Regions from separate parts of the Mus musculus genome. Here region 1 is linked to region 2. Evidence: chromatin contacts called from public Hi-C data. All regions are on one chromosome and are shown on one strand. Each heading gives the region's core, a stretch centred on a gene start, on an enhancer-like site or on the middle of the called end of the contact. The rest is flanking DNA. Distances are from core to core; before and after follow the strand shown.

Region 1 (3,959 bases), core at 280-2,779, 110 kb before region 2:
AACTAAGAAAGATCCGAGTCTTCATGTGTTCAGAATGAATGTCAAGATCTCCGTCTCACAAGCTTTTTTTTTTTTTTTGCCAGAATTCTTCAACCCCTAAATCTAAAAGGATAAAGGCATTGAAGAAAAGGGCCCAGTTCCCTGGTTGTTACCCTTGACCGAGGAGAGAGTAGCATAAAACATGATTTCGGTATGAGATTTTTTTTTTGAGTGCTCAACAGAGGGCACCTGCTGGCTTGTGAATACAGATGGATGTGCATTCGGGCTTTCTGAGCGAGGGCCAAGTCTGCCTGTACCCTTTACCCTGGCCTGAAATGCCTAGATGATAGCAGTACTAACATATAGACATCATAAGGCAACTAAAGCCTCATGAAGACTGCTGTAGGGAAATTAGCGTTTTATGTATGTATGTATGTATGTATGTATTTATTTATTCATTTATTTATTTAGTGTGTATAGTGTAACTGCATTGCTGTGAGTGTCGAGAAGGTCAGAGGACAATTGACAATCTTCTAGCTTGACAGCAAGTGCTTTCAGCCACCAGACTGTCTTACCAGTGCATAAGTTAGCTTTTGAATAAAGGCCTCTGGCTGCAAGCACTGATGAGCTGATTTTGAATATTAAACTATTGGGAGATGTTAACAGCCATCAGGAATCTACATCCCAGTGAGGGAGAAACCTACAGGAACAGGGCAGAGGACACTCGTTGCCTCCTGACTGTCGAGGTGACTCTGGGGACAGTATTTATTTTCTCTGTGTAGTTAGCTCTGCTGTTTGGAAAAGGAGGGGTTTGAGCAAACCCACCCCTCAAGCCCTGTACCTATGAAAATCTGTGCATAGTGGCTTATAGTAAAGTTGGCTTCATGTTATGAGACCTGTGCAGAAATCTTATCATGCAATCAGGCTGAGGTCCAGACTATATTGCACTGAGCTTTGGCTCAATAGTTACTCTGAGTATAATTTTAAATATATGCTTTAGCAGCATCAGAAGTTATACTAAGCTTTCAACTCTCCCCTGTAAGAGAGTCTCATCTCTGTTCACATATAGAGTCCTGGGAGCAACAGAATGTTCTGTGCATCATCTCCGGAGATGCTGGGCAGGGCAGGCACTCAGTATGATTTGATACCCTCTTACTTAACTGGATAGTTATTAATAAAACAAAAAAAATCCACCATAATTTCTGTGTGACATATATTTGGGACTATGTAGCTTAAAGCATGTGCCGTCTTTTTTCATTTTCTCTGTCTTTAGAATCCTAACTGTCAAGGATTATGTTCCATTGCCTGGTTTTACAGACATAGGAAGGAAACGGCATATCCTTCTCGCATCCACAGAGCCATCTGAGGTCACCCAAGGAGACAAAGCAAAACAAAACAAAACAAACAGAGAAGCATCCAAAAAGTCCCCTGCAAACCAGAGGCCTCCAGTCGAGGAAGCTTTCAGTAAATAATAGTCCCGCCCTGGGCCCTGCCAGGACAAGGGCAATAAACCCAGTAGCCATGAAGGGAAAACACAGACGGCTTGCTCATACTTAGTAAACAGAGCAAAGAACCGAGTGCCTAATACAGCCAGACGCTAGCAACCAGGTCACAGGATTGGAGGGCGGAAAAGACCTCTGACACCTCTTTTCCACAGCCCATGTCTGCTGCAGACAGAGAGATGATTATCCTGGGCTGTGGAAAGCAAAGTCCTGGGCTGCCTCACTTTCTAGGGCACTAACACCACGGTCCTGCCCGAGGCGGAGCAAGCCGGTCCGGTCTGTCTTTGTTTCATTTACTGTGATCTGATCCTCACAGAATGTGATGCCAGGAGGAAAAAGGAAGACACTGAAAAACACATGGGCCCCCTTTCCTAGAAAATGAAGAGAGGCCACAGTCTCCGGGAAGGAGAACTGTGCTCGGCAAGAGGAAGCTGTGTGGCAGGCCCCGCCCCGCAGCAAGGACCCACCATTGGTGAGCCCACCCTTGTAGCACCGGTCAGTTTTGAAAACTATTTTCTATTTTTAGTAAATAGGAATAGACTCAATAGGGTCTATTTATACTTTGTGCTACATTTAAATTCATCTCTCCTTTTTCTGCCTTCTGTGAAAATGGCATAATCTCTACTTGGTATTTATGAACTACCCATTTCCTGCATTTGGAAGTCTAGCTTCAAGTCAGTTTTGTAGCAGAGATCCCCAACTCCTAGGTCCATTAGCTCCTTGGGATGAACATGATTTGGAGACACAGATGTTAATGTTCCAATGTGATAAGGCGTTTTCTTCCAAAAAGCATACTGAGCTCAAAGCACAATGCTTGGCTTAAATCCAGAAGCCCTGGAAGAATTCTGTCCCAGTGTGTGGACTCCTGGCAGGTCACAGCTCTAGACCACAAAACTCCTCAGCACTAGCAACCACATAAGGGGCCATGAAGGGCTCGTGGAACAGACTCACAGTTCTGGCCCTGGCAACCATCTGTTTTACACTCTACCAAGAAAACCACTTCTTTATATTATTCTCTTTCTTTCTTTCCTTCCTTCCACTCTTCTCTCCTCTTTCCTTAACTCTCTCCTTTCTTCCTTCCCTCCCTCCCTCTCTTCCTGTCTCCCTCCTCCTTCTGCCTCCTCCATTCCCTTCTGCCTTCCTCCATCCCTCTTTCCCTTCCTTCCTCTCTTTACTGTACACCTCCCTCTCCCTCTCCCTCCCTCTTCCTTCCCCTCTGGCCCTCCCCCTTCCCTCTCTCCCTCTCACCCTCTCCCTCTTCTCCCCTTTTCGTTGTGGTGCTAGGAATTGACCCCAGGGCTCCACTTATCCTAAGAAGATGCTCTACCACTGAGCTAAAAGCCCACCTCTGCTTTGTTATTTATATACTTACAACTGTACAGTAGATATGGCCCTAGGAAAACTACGCTAAAGTTCTTGCCTGCCAAAAGACAAAATTTTAGAACATGCTTTTCTCTTCATTAGTCCTTTCAACTCTGCCCTCCAACCTTTTTTCCATGGAAGAAAAGCAGAAATTAAACAAAACATAGAATATTCTAGAATAGTTTCCATCCACTCAGCTCTAGCAGAATAAAGTTGATGTCCTCCAGAGCCCAAAACATATATTCTCCTTACCTTACCCTTGAACCTCAATAAGAAGTTTGGTAAAATATATAGCAAATTTATATTCCTTGCCAAATAATTCTTTCTGGTTCATTTTTTATGATTCTCCTTTGTAAAGACCAGAAAACAGAATGACAACCAACCCAAGTCCTCAGGGTCTTTCCAGTTGCCAAGCTTGCCTGCTTGCTCTCAGACAGATGTTCCACCTTCTGTTCCAACATTAACACAGAAGTCTCTGTACACATGTGCATATAAGCACACACATGCACACATAAGGGCAAGAGTACACACAGAGAGACAGAGGGATAGAGACAGAAATAGAGAGAAACAGAGAGAGATGAGAGAGAGGGGAGAGAGAGAGAGAGAGAGAGAGAGAGAGAGAGAGAGAGAGAGACTTTCCTACCTCATCAAATCCCATCTTGTCTGGATACTTAGGGACAACTGACACGAACTGGGAAGGCTCCATTGGAGGATGGTCAACTGAAAAATAGAAGAAACAGAGTGCTTTAACAGAGAAAGGGTCAGGAAATAGAATTCTACCGCCACTCCAGTCTCTAGGGCTGAGAGCCATGCTTGACAGTCAGAGTAGGGAACAATAGTTCTGAAGTTCCTCAGGGCTGAGCAGCTTCACAGGGGTCCTAATGGTCAGAGCGATGGCGTCAGAACACCTGTCCATTTGCACGTGGAAATATTTGTTCCATTTTCATTAACACTTACTCTAAGAATATGATGGGGGCAGTGTAGAGTGGCGGCTGAGAAAAGGCTCCGGAGTCAGACCCATGAACCCAACCCTTGGCCTAGAAGGCCTTGGAGATCTGTTTATTTATATGTAAGTTTGGGATAATACATGTATTTCTTAGTGTATTATAAGATTTA
Region 2 (3,894 bases), core at 46-2,545:
TTTCTACCTCCTTCTCCTATTAGTTCACTAACATGGGGCAACTCCTTAAGGCGTTGTTCATTCTCTGCGTGTTCGTTTACTGTGACAGGTTTTGATCTATAGTCCAGGCTGATCTAGAACTCACTCTGTAGACTCAGCTGGGCTCAACATCACAATCCTCCCATTTCAGCCTCCTGAATACTGAGATCATGATCATTCACCACTAAGCCTGGCACTTTGCCCCCTGCCACCCTCACACTTATGAAAATAACATCTCACTCTTTGTTCATCTGTAGTGATTTCTCTTGATCTATCTGCAACTTCACCTGCTCTTCCCCCCAAATTCCATTTTGGTTGTCAAAAATCACCCACTGGAAATCTTTATTTCCAAAACTGTAATCTTGAACTACAGAATACCTATTTGGATTTTAAAAAAAATTTTCATTTTTGAGATTTGACCCTTGAGATTTCCATCCATTAAAAATATGGTTTGTTGTATTTCATTGCTGATGGATGTAATGGTCTCATCAAAGTTTTGTTTCAACACAAGATTCTTTTTTTTTTTTTTTTTTTTTTTTTTTTGGTTTTTCGAGACAGGATTTCTCTGTGAAGCCCTGGCTGTTCTGGAACTCTCTCTGTAGACCAGGCTGGCCTCGAATTCAGAAATCCACCTGCCTCTGCCTCCCAAGTGCTGGGATTAAAGGCGTGGGCCACCACTGCCTGGTTCAACACAAGATTCTTAATCTACTGCGTTTTGAATCACAAGTTTTCTTTTGCCTGGTACTTTTTTAATTTTGGAAGCCTTTTTGGTCTTGGTTAATATAGTGGCTTTGTAACCACTCCTCTTAATACCAGGAACCTCCACTGGCTCCTTTCTTACTCAGGGTAAATCCAAACCCACTTGCCATGTCCTACCCATCAGTCTGAAGGGTCACATCTTTGGCTTTTTAAGTCATTTGTTTACGTTAGTTCTCAGTACCCGTTCAACACTTCATGTTTTTTTCTAATCTTGAAAGATGGACTTGCTTTACAACTGTGTTTTAATTTTAAACTTCGACAGCAGGGCATTGAATGGGGTCTTTTTCTGCTCCCAGGAATTGAAGGCAAAGACGGGTTAAGAATCCTTCATTTCTCAAGCTAGAGAGCACGGGTTTATGAAGGGCTGAAGAATTCTGAATTCAGGTTATTAGTTAACTTTCTCTACCCTACAACCTGCCCAGACTGGAGGTGGTGAAGAGGGAAGGTGGAGGGGGCGGAGCTCATCCGCGCTGGTGCCGGTCCCTAGTCAGAGGGCGTGGCCCGGCCAACTCTCCGCCCAGTGTGCGCGGCGGGAAGCGGAACTCCCGCGCGCTGGACCGTCTGCTTCTGGCCGAGCGGGGTTTGCGGTGCACCACGGCTTTCTGCGCGGGCGGCATGGAGGAGCGCAGCGATTCCAAACCTACCCCGGGATGTAGCGGGCCTGGCCCGGCTCCCGTTCGCGATGGCGGCGGCGCCCACACATGGGCTCCGGAGGACGCCTGGATGGGCACACACCCTAAGGTCAGGAGGCGCGAGGCCAGCAGGGCGCCGACCCGGCCCTCGGCACCGCGCTCCCTCTCCGGCCCGCGTCTCGGCGGAGGACGCACGCCAGCCTCGCGGCGTGGGGTAGGGGGGGACCCCCGAGTGCAAGGCCACTGGTCGCCCGCAGTGTCATTTTTGTTTGTTTATATGAGTTATATAGTATAGATTAACACCATTCCTGTCATGCTGCCAAGGCCACTCTTAACCCAGAGGCCGCTGATGAGCCCTCCATTAATACCTGTTTTCCTAACTATGTAGTCCTTTCTGAGATGGGCTGAGTCCACAGCTAACCGATCAGAAACAGTTTGTGGACTACGGCTGAGATCTAGGAGTCCGCAAATAATGTATTTAGGCACAGTCGTATTACACTTAGCCTTAGGCCCAAAGTGTGCATCTTGATTCTGTATGGGGACAGAATCCTAATTTTTCTTCTTTCTTGGAAAGCTTGAGTAAGTTCTTGTACAGGCCAGAGAACTATTGACATTGTATTTTCTGTGTTGGCCTCAAGGAAAATAAGGATAACCTTCTGCTTGCTTCTGCTTGGGAAATTGATAACTTTGTATCCGTTAAGCCACAAGCAGTCTGCTGATAATGAATGAAGGCTGTACAGAGACCTCCAGGACTGGTTCATTAATAAAATGGCAACTCCCCCCTTTGAGAGTTATTGAGTCGGATAAGTGTGTTAAAACAATCAAGGAAAGCGAATATTTGTAAATACAAATCTTAAAAAAGGAACCTTTCAGCACTTCATGAAGCTTGGTGGGTTTTTTTATTTTTTGTTTTTGTTTGTTTGTTTTGGTTTTGGTTTTTCGAGACAGGGTTTCTCTGTATAGCCCTGGCTGTCCTGGAACTCACCTTGTAGACCAGGGTGGTCTAGAACTCAGAAATCCGCCTGCCTCTGCCTCCCGAGTGCTGGGATTAAAGGTGTGAGCCATCACGCCCATCTATGCTTGGTGTTTTCTTTGATTTCCCATCATCGACTCCATAAACAATAGCGTGGGAATGTCACTAGTTACCATAACGACAGGGGAGGATGTAGAGAGAAACAGAGAAGACATCAACAGTGACTAGGAACATGGAGGCCAGTTCAGACTTCCCAAGTTTGAATCTTATTTCTGTTTCAAAGTTGGTAAACTTTGACTTGTTTGACTTCATCGCAGTTCTGTTTCAATTTTTTGACGTGTCTCGGTATATTTACCTCTCTTCATTAAAAAATAGGGATAATGGTAGTACTTAACCTCATAGGGTAATGTTTATAAGGTGTCTGACATAAAAAGTACTATATAAGTATTAGTAACCCATTGAAACTCCATCTAGGTTTGATGTTGCCTCTAGACAGTTTTCTTACTTGCAGATTCTTTTCCCATTGAACTTAATGGCTGTATAAACCACCAAATCTTCCTGATTTTTTTTTTTTCTTCCAGGAACAACAAATTAGACCTTGTAGCCTAACACAAAGTGATGTCTCAGTACCACTGTCAAGCACTTTTTGAGATCTGGGGCACGTAAAGTCCTTCTTTTGAACCTGCACATTTATCATGCAGCCAATTAGGTCTGCCCTCTCAAGGTTCTGGAATATCTGATCAGCCATACCTGCCCCACTGTGTGTGGATGCCCAGGGCCTTACCACACCTGCCCCACTGTGTGGATGCCCAGGGCCTTACCACACCTGCCCCACTGTGTGGATGCCCAGGGCCAGGGCCTTACCACACCTGCCCCACTGTGTGTGGATGCCCAGGGCCTCCCTGCAGGGGTAGATTCCTGGGATTTTCCTATTACAGCTAGCAAGTCTGAAAGAAGTAATTTGCTTCTTTAAAGCTCAAATAACTCCCACTCAAGAGCAGGAGGTGTTCAGAATTTAGCAGATTTTTTTCTATATGCAAATTAGATGCCAGAGAAATTGAGGCATCCCATAACGTAGCCCAATGAAAATCTAAATTTTTTTCTGCTCCTGGTGGCAATGATTCTTTATAGACTTGACTTTCTGTAGCTTATTCTTGGTTGCCATAATTTCTCCCACTGGACCATTGCGCTTCTCCATACACTCAAGTCCTGCAAGGCTGACTGCATCTATTCTGTCATGAAAAGATCACCAGTTCATGCCCTGAGAATACTTCCTCTGACCTAGTCTGTTATTGTTTTATAACTCATGCTTTTAATAATTGTCATTTACCTACCAGCTTTAAGTATAGCTAGTCCTCCAGAATGGAGGATTTGCTAAATAATTTTTAATTGAAAACATTTGAAAAAAATATCCTTTACATTGTACATGTGCAGACTTTTATTATTATTTCTAAACATTATGTAGCACTTAAAATAACCTATAGATGGTTTAAAGACTACACAGATTATATA

What was found. Hi-C and Micro-C count contacts between places; a contact is called where the count stands out from the background.
Region 1: a Hi-C map of the AML12 cell line shows a contact between it and region 2, with 3 times the contacts expected there. The contact joins the enhancer-like site here to the promoter of Tsen15 in region 2. A contact is called at or near these places in 10 of 39 promoter capture datasets (the 3T3-L1 cell line, 3T3-L1-derived adipocytes, embryonic stem cells and 6 more), 41 of 484 Hi-C or Micro-C datasets (the 63-12 cell line, the AML12 cell line, B cells and 23 more), 2 of 115 datasets of contacts at active chromatin or transcription factors (both in bone marrow-derived macrophages) and 3 of 9 other capture datasets (adipose tissue, liver and macrophages).

What each region holds. Positions count from the first base shown.
Region 1 is chr1:152,495,406-152,499,364 of GRCm38.p6, reverse strand. It overlaps Colgalt2 (collagen beta(1-O)galactosyltransferase 2), which reads right to left. Exons shown (of 12, transcript NM_177756.4): 7 at 3,487-3,563. Among named protein-coding and RNA genes, the nearest start is that of Gm51749, 43 kb to the left of the region's middle. Within about 2 kb of position 1,529, at least 72 of the 459 cell types and tissues checked have an H3K27ac peak or open chromatin away from gene starts, as enhancers often do. A contact at or near this core is called in the AML12 cell line, the MNK3 cell line, adipose tissue and 8 more, where this site is marked.
Region 2 is chr1:152,384,083-152,387,976 of GRCm38.p6, reverse strand. Tsen15 (tRNA splicing endonuclease subunit 15) reads left to right here and starts at 1,295. Exons shown (of 5, transcript NM_025677.3): 1 at 1,295-1,518. The coding sequence starts at 1,393.